2 separate regions of the Mus musculus genome follow, and region 1 is linked to region 2. A link is a contact called in public HiChIP or PLAC-seq data. All regions are on one chromosome and are shown on one strand. Each heading gives the region's core, a stretch centred on a gene start, on an enhancer-like site or on the middle of the called end of the contact. The rest is flanking DNA. Distances are from core to core; before and after follow the strand shown.

The links. HiChIP or PLAC-seq counts read pairs in DNA pulled down with a chosen protein or histone mark.
Region 1: an H3K4me3 HiChIP or PLAC-seq map of the SCID.adh cell line shows a contact between it and region 2, with 25 read pairs. The contact joins the promoter of Scd4 here to the promoter of Scd2 in region 2. A contact is called at or near these places in 3 of 39 promoter capture datasets (hippocampal neurons, liver and macrophages), 1 of 15 datasets of contacts at CTCF or cohesin (the NIH/3T3 cell line), 5 of 484 Hi-C or Micro-C datasets (CD4 T cells, the CH12 cell line, Sertoli cells and 2 more), 5 of 115 datasets of contacts at active chromatin or transcription factors (the SCID.adh cell line, embryonic fibroblasts, embryonic stem cells and 1 more) and 3 of 9 other capture datasets (adipose tissue, liver and pancreatic islet).

What each region holds. Positions count from the first base shown.
Region 1 is chr19:44,330,871-44,336,748 of GRCm38.p6, forward strand. Scd4 (stearoyl-coenzyme A desaturase 4) reads left to right here and starts at 2,456. Exons shown (of 6, transcript NM_183216.3): 1 at 2,456-2,645; 2 at 3,124-3,391. The coding sequence starts at 2,622.
Region 2 is chr19:44,292,288-44,298,029 of GRCm38.p6, forward strand. Scd2 (stearoyl-Coenzyme A desaturase 2) reads left to right here and starts at 1,389. Exons shown (of 6, transcript NM_009128.2): 1 at 1,389-2,124; 2 at 2,617-2,899. The coding sequence starts at 2,101.

The sequences.
Region 1 (5,878 bases), core at 1,206-3,705, 40 kb after region 2:
GATGCACACATTTGATCTTATTGGGTGCCGATAGATTGTTCTTTAGAACAGTTGGGCAACTTCCAGGCTCATAAGTGCCCTTCGAGTCTCCATTTCTCTGCTTCCTAGCCAGCCGTAGATAATGCCATGCCTACTTTTACAACTGCAGTAGGGGGTTCCTCTAGCTCGCATTTACGAATTTCATTTCAAGCAAATCACAGTCCCCACTGGTCCCTTCTCAGATCCCGTAACTTATCTCTCTTCTGGGAAGTGATCACTGAATAATTAATGTCTGTAAGAAATTCTATAATGCACTAGAGAAACCAAGGAAAGGTCAGGCAGGGCTCCTGCCATGAGGAGGCTTATGGTTTACCCGTGAGATGGACTTGCAAACTGGTTTTTGGTTTTTTGGTTTTTTTGGTTTTTTGGTTTTTTGGTTTTTTGGTTTTTTTGTTTTTTTTTGGTTTTTTGGTTTTTTGGTTTTTTGGTTTTTTGTTTTTTTTGGTTTTTTTTGGTTTTTTGGTTTTTTGGTTTTTTGGTTTTTTGGTTTTTTGGTTTTTTGGTTTTTTGGTTTTTTGGTTTTTTGGTTTTTTGGTTTTTTGGTTTTTTGGTTTTTTGGTTTTTTGGTTTTTTGGTTTTTTGGTTTTTTGGTTTTTTGGTTTTTTTGGTTTTTTTGGTTTTTTGGTTTTTGGTTTGTTTTTCCAGACAAGGTTTCTGTCTATAGTCCTGGCTGTCCTGGAACTTGCTTGGTAGACCAGGCTGGCCTCAAACTCATAGAGATCCACCTGCCTCTGCCTCCCAAGTGCTGGGATGAAAAATGTACACCACCATGCCCAGTGCAAACAAGTCTCAATATGGCTGTTAAAATAAAATTGTGGGGTCAAAGCAAAGCAAAGTATGTGGGGAGCCAAAAGGACTGTGGGGTCCCTCGCTGTTTGATAAGAGGGGAAGAGGATGGAGAGGCCAAGGAAGCTTTCACAGAGGGACAAGTTGGTCATGCTTGCCCTCATATAGTCTCCTTTGTGTGTGTGTGGGGGGGAAGTGTACAGGGGAGATGTCTATCTCAGGAGACCCTAGTGAATGCAAATCCCTGCAGTTTGAGCTTCCTCATCCTGCTGTGAATCTACTGAAGACGGCCTGTGAAGTCATTTTGTCTTGGGACTCTAGGCCAGCATCGCTTTCCGAGCAGGGTTTGAGCCTGGGCTCTGGCATCTTGCCTACTATGATCAGTTTCTAGCTCTGTGAGTCACTGGCTCCTGGGACCACAGACAAATTATCTGAGCTCTCTATATCTCAACTTCCTTCTCCTTAAAAACCACAGGTCATGGGTCACGGGGAGACTTTTTAAAAAGTTAGTATTAGCTTTTTTTTTTTTTTTTTAAAGTCATTCCATACCAGCTCAGTCTTCTTATTTCACAGGCAAACCTTTGCACCTCTGCTGCCTGTAAACGCCTGTCTGAGGTTCCCACTTTTTCCTTATAGAAGACTCCCAATTCCCAACCTGATGGGAGAATCTTCAGACCTCCCTGCCTGCAGCAGATGTTCCGGGGGCAGGAACATAGGGAAGTAATTAAATGCTAATGTCTGGAGGTGGTTATCCCCTGTGAAACGAGTCCTATGACTGAGCGTGGGCTCAGACACTCAGCCCTGTGCGTGTGACTGTGTGTGTGAGCTGGTCAGAGCATTCTGCGATTCTGCTGAACATCCTGGGCAGGTGGGTGGGGAAGAGCCGCCACTGGCTTGAGATGCTAAGTAAGAAGGCGGGCTATGCACCTGCTCTTGTCTCGAGATCTGGGGGTGGAGGCCAGTCCACCCCCCCTTACCCCCACCACACCTGATGAGTGGAAAGAGAAGGTGGAATTGTGGTGGACACTGATGAGCTGTCCCCACTGTGCAACTGCCCCAGTGTGACACATTTGCCAAGCACCTGTGTTAGTCCTGGGCTTGAACTTGACTCTCACCCCCCAGATTCACTCTTTTCCCACTTTGTGGACATTTTCTACCCTCTATGAAGCTTGAGAACTGGACCCCAGATTCCTCCAGTCATGATGCTGGCAGAGACCCAGGGTCCACAGAGATGAAACCGAGGAGGTTGGCACAGAGGGCTGTCTGCCAGCGAGATAGCAGATTTCTGGATGCCAGAGCCAGGAAGACAAGAGAGTAACAAATTCCTCTGCTCAGAGCTTGCCAGAGTGCTGAGAATACTCCATCTGTCTAGGAATGGGGACAAAGGTGGCTCTCTCTTAGTGTGTGCAGCATCCCATAGCCTTGCCTTAGGTGAATGTGGGCTTTGCTGGCTGTCCTCCCCTCTCTCGCCTTCAGTCTTTATCTCCTCATGGGGCTGCCTTGACTAGCCAGCTCTGAATTCTTTATCCCTTGTTGGCAGTCATGAAGCACATCTGAACAAATACCAGACACAGTCACCAAGTGCCAGCTCTACATACCCTTTAAATCCTGTGCCTGGAAACAACAACACACAGCAGAACTGACTGGTGACACCTGCACAGTTAGCCGGGCATCAACGCAGTACACACAGCGCACAGTGGGCTCTGGACTCAACGCTTCACCGATCCTCAGTCGCTGCAGACCTGGACCTTGCTCTCTCTGCCTTCACAAGAGGATCTAGGCTTCCAAGGAGCAAGATGACGGCCCACTTGCCACAAGAGGTCAGCTTTTCATCAATGACCCCCTCCCTCTAGCACAGGATCTTTGGTACCAGGTGGGACTGTGCTGACTGGAGAGAGGCCAGAGCTGAGAGCTACAGAGACATCTCAGATATCTTATTAGATTTGTATGACCTTCAAGTGAGGGATGTGGCAGTCATGTTGCCAGTTGACTTTAAAGGAAAGAAAGCTCCCGTCCAGCCAATACCTTTCTGCATGCACATGCATTTTCCTTTGTATGTTGCTTGAGGTATGAATGTTTGATCCCCGTCCCTGCCCCTTCACTGTGAGGTTTGATTGTCAACACATTCTAGGTAGTTTCTGGGAAGTTTTCTCTGCTTCATCTAGCACATCTGTACTCTGTCTTCCTATGATCAGGGCACTGGGGTTTCTGCCTCTACTGCCTTGGCTGTATTACAGGAGGACCCCCCCCTTGCTGTCCTATGTATCTGCTTTTGACTTTCACTTCCTCCCGTTGAAGATCTCCAGCAGGTGTAGCACTACCAACATCATGGAACCCCACTCCCGGAGACAGCAGGATGGAGAAGAGAAGATGCCCCTCCAGGCAGAAGATATCCGGCCTGAAATAAAAGATGATCTGTATGACCCCAGCTACCAGGATGAGGAGGGACCCCCGCCCAAGCTGGAGTACGTCTGGAGGAACATCATCTTCATGGCCCTGCTGCACGTGGGAGCCCTGTACGGGATCACACTGGTTCCCTCCTGCAAGGTCTACACCTGGCTCTTGGGTAATCTCCAAACCCTCCGCCCTGGGCCAGCACCCCATGTCTCCCCCGCCCCCAACTCTTTAATAAGGTAGACTCTGATTCTGAAAAGTAGCCGCTCTCTGTCCAGATTTTTCAAGTTTTCTCTCCACTTTCTGAGATACTGATAACTAGACGGGGAACAGAGCCTCGTGGGATTGGGGTACAAGAGTGTCAGATCTGGGGGGTTCTTTAGCTTGGATGCTAAAGTCTATAAAAGGTGGAGGGATAACTGTATGACAAAGGATTGACAGTCTCCTAAAGAGCTTTTCCGTCCAAAAAGCTTTCTGACTTAGCATTGCCTGCCACAGGAAAACTAGAGCCCTTGCTGAGAGGCATGGGGGCTTAATGAGGGGGTATTTGCTTAGTCGGGAGACAGAGTAAAGTAAGACTATCCAGAGGGGATCGCTGGAGAAGAAGGAATAAAATGGGATTACCAACAAAAAATATTTGTATGTGATTCTGACCAGGACAGGCTTGTTTGCCCCAGAGAAAGATGAGGCAGGTTCCCACACGGTCCAAGTACACTGGTGTAGAGTTCTGCTGCTCCAGGTCCGTCCTGTCAGTTAGCAAGATGTTCTTAAAATGACAAAAATAGAGGGGGAGGGGGGTTTCAGAATTGGGTGACATTCCATTCATTCCCTGGCCAGCCAGTTCCTGCTCTTGTCTCTGGATACCATGTAGGACAAAGGGCCCAGAACCTTCTGCTCTTTCCTCTCTACCTCCACCTCCCCTTGCCCAAAATAGCCAGGCTCAGAGACTGAGAAACCCTGGCCTTCAGACTGTTGTAACAAGAAAGAAGGTTGCCACTGTGTCTCTTCCCTAGCTCAGCAACTTGGGGATCTGTGCGTATGTGCTGATGCAGGGCTGGCCCCTGGACCCACATGTGTGCTTTCAGGTAGATTCGCCTCTGACTCCCAATTCTTAAATCAGGGAGAGAGGAGCAGGCCAGGGCCCCTTGCTACCTTCTGAGGAACGATGAGCCAGAGATCACTCTCTGGAAGGCAGAAGACTTTCTGGTAGCTGCCTCTAGAAGGTAGTGATGTAGAAGTTGGCTGCTGGTGTTGGCCACCCCTGCCCTCCGTCTCTTAGTACCTGCAGCAGGTGAGCTCTGCATTACCTTAAAAGTTCTGTAGGTGCCAGGGAAAATACAACTGAGGAAAAACTCTTTTTTTTTTCTTTCAGGACTACAGTTTTTCCAGGTACCAAGTGGGGGGCAACAGAATTTGCTGTGATTAGGAAGGCCAAGCCATGGTCCTTGGGCTAGTTGTGTGCTTTTCCAGTATTCTCCTAACTTGGATACTCTGAGAGCCTTCTACCCTGCTCGGGTACTGACATGGAGTGCTAAAAGAGGAAAGCTCTCCTGCTCACGTCTTAGAAGTGCTTAAAGATGTTGCTTAATATACCTGGGACACAAACAGACCTTGTCTGGAGGTCATGGAACTAATCTATTTGAACTGAGCCATCTATTTGAACTGAGATGTCTATTTGACAGTCATGGGGTTGAGAAAGAGGCCACACAGTAACAGGGCTCTTGTCTCAATTCCCTTGTGCATGCTCCGAGTGTTTTCAAAGCCAATGAATGTCCTAGAGACACCTGTGACATAAAACTGACACTTTTGGGTGTTCCACTGAGGGCCTCTGATTTGGCCAAAGCTCTTTCTTTTCTCCTGTGATTGCAGGATCCTGGCTCCCCTGTGGTTCGGGGTCATCTTGGATACGTGGGAAGAGCTCAATCTAAATACATCTAGAAGCAGAAAATCACTTGGGTCTGGTCCCAGCTCAGAGAGAACGTGGGCAGAACTTTCCCTGCCTGCACACTGGCTCTGTGATCTTTGTGGGAAGCCCAAAAAAGGAATGCTATTGGGCAGGAGAGGGGAGATGCTGTTTGGGAAACTGTTACTTCTGGCTCTAGAAGAACACAAGAGAGTTTATACAATGTATTTTGACTTCAAGCTGAACTATGCTCTGCGGCCTCCCAGGGGCCATGGTTTCCAGCCTCTCATAGGAGCGAAGCATGGTTGAATGTCTCCTCTAAGCCCTCACAGGGGACAGAGTGAGGGTAGTCTGTTTCCTTCTCTATTAACAGCTGCACCTCCCAAGCCTTTGACTTCAAGACAGTGAGGTAGGACATGGCACCTATCCTTAGTCCAGGATACAAATGTAACAGAGATGACTCACCCTAACGTAGGCACTACCAGCTGCCAGCTTTAAGTATTACCCAGTGTTGTACTGGCAGTGAGCATCCAGATTGACAGAGAGACAGGGCAGAGGAGAGGTTTGAGATCTCAGTGAACATCTTGAGGGTGGATGGTGGGGCTGGACCAGTGCTTTATTTACAGGAAACTGGGCTTCAGCCCCTGGCTACAGCATGATTCTGGGAAAAAACGTAGCCTTCCTGTATGATCAAATTCTTCGAGATGTAGCAGAATCACACCCAGGTGTCCAGTGATTATGAAAATATTAATATTC
Region 2 (5,742 bases), core at 139-2,638:
GGGAACCTGCCACCTCTAGCATTCTCAAGTACCTTCACACATGTGTGCATATGCACACACACACACACATGTCCGTATAATTACAAGTAATACTAAATCTTTTTGTTTGTTTTTAAAGAGAAACCCCAGAGACAAAGCTCACCCCTTCCCCATTGAACACAGAGATGGCCACCTAAGAATCAAAGGCCCATTCTTGGCAGAATCAAACTGCTGGGGCTTTGCTATAGATACCCAGCCCCCAGAACCGTGAGGAGCCAGTATCTGTTGTAAAGGCCTCACAGTCTAAGGGAGTTTGTTTTTAACAGCCAAGGACAAAGGACAAACCCACAGCTAGTAAAAGATCAGACATCACGCAGACAACCCAGGGGGAAGTGACATCTCCAGATAACTTCACACAGTACCTCTGAGCCTCCGCCAGCCATTTGCTGAGGACACCTGGTCTTGTTCAGCATTCTTGGCTATGGTCAGTGAGCCAGGCCTGCAATGGAGGTGTCTGGTCACAAGCCAGAGAGTTGGCAAGCCCCTGAGACCAGAAGGCAAGAGGTCTGGTTTGGTCTCAGGAAATGCCTGGCATCTCTCTTCTTGAGAAGACAAGATGTCTATCAACCCCTTTTCCTAGAGGTGGGAGATACAGTAATGGGGTGACCTGGATACAGAAGGTACTCTGTGAATGCACCGCCTGCATAGGCTACAAGTTCTATCTCTTGAAAGAGTTAACACAGGCCCCAGAGAAGATGGGGCAGCGAGGGAGGTGTGTTAGGTCAGAGCACCCAAGGTTCAAGGGTCATAGGGTCCTCTGAGGAGTGGCTTGAAAGCGTTTCAGCACAGCTAGCTCCTCCCCTTGCCGGCTGAACAGTTTATCCCATCTCCGTATGTCCCTATGTCCCCTTCTTCCTGCTTAGAGTGGAAGAACAGGGCTACCCACTGAGCGGTCACAGAGAACCTTGCAGTAATAATTTAATACCCACTCTCTGTTCCTACTCCACATACATAAGGCTCCCTCGGCTAGATGCTTTTCGGCGGTTTTCAGATAGCAAACTGCAAACTTTCAACAAAAGAGTCTCCTAAAGGTGCCACATGTATTCGCAAGGCGTGAGGTGGGAAGTGGGGGGTGAGGGGTGGGATTGAGATACTGCTGACTGACCTTGGCTGTGCTCTCGGAGTGTGCACAGTGACCATGGTGACCCAGACCAGTGTGAATGGGCAAGCCACAGATCTATGAAAACTTGATTACAGTACCAGAGCTCCGAGTTATTATCTGGTAAGCATCCTGGAGCTGGTGGGCAAGGCTGAGCCATTGTTCCAAAAGGGACTACAGAGGCGCCTGTTGGGGAGGGAGGCCCCTCTCAGCTTTGCTCTCTGTTGGTGGTAGCCATTTCCCCTCCCACGCGCCTCTGGAAATGCAAAGACCGGATGGAGTTGCAAGTGGTCGGCGCTCTAGTGGCTTTCCCACTTTATGTACCTCTCCGCGTCTTCCTGCCCCGGTAGCCAACCCCCACTGCTAGATTGGGTCTTCTCTTCCAGAGAAAGCGCTGAAGCGCCCCCGTGGCAGGGTGGGGGCTGGGTGGAGGACCAGCGGGGGATGGGTGAGAAGCCAGGAGCAGAAAAAGAAGGGAGGAGGGGGGGGCGGAGCTGGAGGCAGAGGGAACAGCAGATTGTGCAGAGCCAATGAGAGCAGCAGGACGAGGTGGTACCAAATTCCCATCGGCCAATGACTAGCCAGAGTTTACGAAGGCCTCATTAGCATCGCCCCCCTCCGCTTGGCTAGGGATGGGACAATGCGGTGTTGGTGTCTGCAGTATTCTGACTCCTGGACACCGGTGGCTGCAAGCTGCGATTTTGGCGTCCTCTCATTTTCTATCCTTATCTCCGCCCGCGGCTGCCCTGGCCAGCCAGTTTTTGATTTTTTATCTGGTCATTGATCAATATAACGAACCTAAGGATATACAGGACATTAATACCCCACTGCCAGCTCTGGCCCAGAGCTTGTACCGCGCAGCGGGCTGCAGAAACTTAGTCATAGCACCCTTTGTCGCTGAGGTCTGAAGCTCGCTGCACGTTCTCATCCCTGGGAACGTGACCCCAGCATCCGACGCCAAGATGCCGGCCCACATACTGCAAGAGGTGAGCTTACACCCCACCCCCCACCCCCTCCTCAGGTTGGCGGTTGCAGATTGGACTTCTAGGTGGGTGGCTGTTGAGGGTTGGAGAGAGTTCAGAGCAGCTGGGAGCATTTAGCCATCATTTCCGAATTGCTCAACCTTGATAGATTGTTTCTGGACCGGGTGATAACCGGATTTTTACTCAGTACAGTTGATTGTCCCAACTTGTGTTTCTTAAAGTAAAACCTGACCTCTTTTCGATATGCGCAGATTTTCCTTTGTGAGTTGCTAAGGGTGCTGCTAATAAAGCGTCCTTTCCTGCCCCTTCATCATAAGGCTTATTCCCGATGGCCTGCACATTTCCGTGTTCCATTGGTGCGCTCTACAGTCATGCAACCTTGGCACTGGGGTATGGCCGTTATTGCATCTCTCCCGCAGTTATATTAGAGGGAAAGTAACCCCTGCTGCCCCCACGCGTCTGCAGTCCCTAATTCTCCACCCCCTCTCATTGCAGATCTCTGGCGCTTACTCAGCCACCACCACAATCACAGCGCCACCTTCTGGGGGACAGCAGAATGGAGGCGAGAAGTTTGAAAAGAGTTCTCACCACTGGGGAGCAGATGTTCGCCCTGAACTAAAAGATGATCTATATGACCCCACCTATCAGGATGATGAGGGGCCCCCGCCCAAGCTGGAGTACGTCTGGAGGAACATCATTCTCATGGCCCTGCTGCATTTGGGAGCCTTGTACGGGATCACACTGGTTCCCTCCTGCAAGCTCTACACCTGTCTCTTCGGTGAGCAGCACCCCTTGTCTTGGGCCAATACTTCAGATTTCTCCTTGATCTTTAAAGAGGTGGCCTCTGGTCTCTGACCCAAGGCAGTGGCCCTTTCTTTTTGGTTCTTGTTGGACCAGCTGGACTGGGCAAAGAACCTCGTGGTGTTAAGAATGGGGGGAGGGGGGAACTTGAGTCTTGAGAGTCTCATAACATTGATGCAGAGGTCTCTGAGCAGGCTTTTCTGTATGAGTCACTTGATGGCACCTGTCCCAGCTTTGCCTGCCACAAGAGAAGCAGGGCCTGCCTCAGAGACGTCAGAGCCAAGAGCTAGACCACGGGCCTAGTGGGTAACCTGTTGAGTCCAGTGAGGGGACAAAGCCATGGGATGCTGTTTTAGGCAGAGAGAACAGAGGGTAGGTTATAAGCCTAACTGTTTGGACTTCCTGCCTGGCCAGACTAGGCTGGTTTGCCTGGAGAAAGATGACGAAGGCTCCTGTATATCCAAGTTCAAAGGTGTATGGTACCACGATTTGGTACAAGCCAGTCAACAGACCATTCTTAGAATAAAATAAGATTGCAGGAAGGTTTTACCTTCTATTCAGCCTTCTGCCCCTCTTTTCCTGTCCACATTGTGCTGTGGCACTTTTCTCTCCACACCTAACACATACCTCCTGAGCAGGAAGAGAGCCTGGAGCAGCCACAGCCCAACTGTGATGAGTGTGCCCCTGTGCCACTGACCTGCCTAGCTCAGCTGCCCAGGGAGCCATGGGTAGTGCTGCCCCCTAGCGACACGCATGTGCTTTGCGGGTGGTTACACAACTGAACATTGAACCAGGAAGGAGGGACTGCATCTATAGTCAGGGCCTCTTGCTGCTCTCAGAGAAGCGGAGAGCAAGGGTTTCTTTAGAACAATTGATTTTCTAGAACAGTATCTGCATGTAGGTACTAATGGCAGGTCTCTTGCAGGACAGTGTATAGAAAGGCTGGTTGTCTCATTGTTGGCTGTCTCTCTGCCTCAGTCCTCCTAGGTCCTATAAGTGGTGAGATTCGATTCTTGAGAGTTTTCCAGGTACCAAACTTTTTCTCCCAAGACAAGGTTTCTCTGTGTAGCCCTGGCTGTCCTGGAACTGGGTCTTTAGACCAGACTGGCCTCCAACTGCAAGATCGGCCTGCCTCTACTTCCTGAGTTCGGGGATCAAAGGCGTGTGCCACCACCACCCAGCTCCCACTCATAGTCTTCACATCTTTGTCAAAAGTAGGAATGGAATACTTCTTTAGAATAGTTGTGTGCCCTGCCAGCCTTTTCCTGACTCGGCTGCTTTAAGAGTCTTTTGTACCTTTGTGGACTCCGTAACTCTGGAGCCGAATAGGTGCTTTTGACAGCACAGAGAGATTTTACAAAGCTCCACCCCCTCCCCCTCCCCCTCCCCATCCCGATTCTGAAGTTAAAGCTAAGAAAGAGATAGTTCCTACCCACCATTGTGAACACTTTTCTGGCAGACAGGGGAGGGATCTAAGTCTCCTGTTTGCTAGACGGAGAGGTGGACTGAAGAGGCCTAAGACTGCCTAGGTTTGTGTGTCCTGTGTGGTTGTGCGCACAACCACACACACACACACACACACACACACACACACACACACCCCTCTACCCCATCATCTGAGTTTTGATCCAGTCTACTTGGGTCATCTGCAGCATAAGCCCTTGGTGCTCAGCGAAGGGCTTTGGCTCTGCCCAAAGCCATCCCGTGATGCAGGGCTCTGGTTACCCTAGGATTTTTCCAGATAGGAAGGCCTTTCATCCGTGGCTGGTCTCCTGGGATCCTGTAGGAGGTACGGGAGTTGGGAAGGAGGAGAGAGGGGTCTCAGGAAACATGTTATCTGACTGCAGAAGGACGCAGCAGTTGGTGCAATGTGGGGTGTTTCCAGTAGCAACTAAGTTCTGTAGTCTGTGAAGGTCCTTTGTTTCTTGGTGTTCCTTGGGAGGGAGCCAGTATTAGCCTATTCTACCAAGGCCCCTGCTCCCTAGTTCTGCAAATAGGGGGAGGGTGTCAGATGTCTGTACCGCTCTCTGTCCCAGTGAGATATCAGGACTGTCACTTCTTGAGCCTTTCTGCTTCAAGGACAGTGAAGCAGTGTTTTTCTGCCAGCTTTGAGCATCTAACATTCTGCAAGGACAGGACCATGGCCAGGGAGAGAAACAAGACGAGGGAGTGGATATGCAGATCTTAGGGGCTGAGTAGTAGAACGGAAACAGGTGATGGCGGATGGAAAACTCACCTTCGAACAGTAGACAGACGACCTTTTCCAGAATCTGTTTCTTTAATAAAAGTGCTTGGTACAACTAGTAGTACCTTGTTCAAGGTGTGTGGAGAATATGAGAGTATTAGTACCCTTGGTAATGTTTGCGCCACTATGCAAATCTGACTTCCCGTTATGCTGCTGTGGTGTTGAAATGCACCTTTGCTAAAAGCCTTGTGTAGAGTTAGCTATTCAGTATGCCACTGCTTGTCTTTTCCAGTTAGCCATTGCCCAAGCTGTTCTGGCTGGTGCTTCAGAACTGCCCTTGGATATGGGTTCTAAGTTGAGGAAATGCAGTTTCCTGACCAGAAATCTTTAGAGGACTGCTAGAGGTCAAAGAACATTGGCCCTGGGAATGAAACCCAGTGATAGCCAGACTCGTGATGACCAGTGGTACCAAATGTTTAAAATGTATGAAGTTTCTACAAATCAGTGCGCCCCAGGGCTGCAGGGAAAACCAGGCCTTTACCCAAAGGCTAACTGAGAAGCTGACGGGTGCCAGGAACCTGTCTTTGGCATACTTCCCTTATGGATCTTGGCTTGTTGGTGACACCCAACTTTCT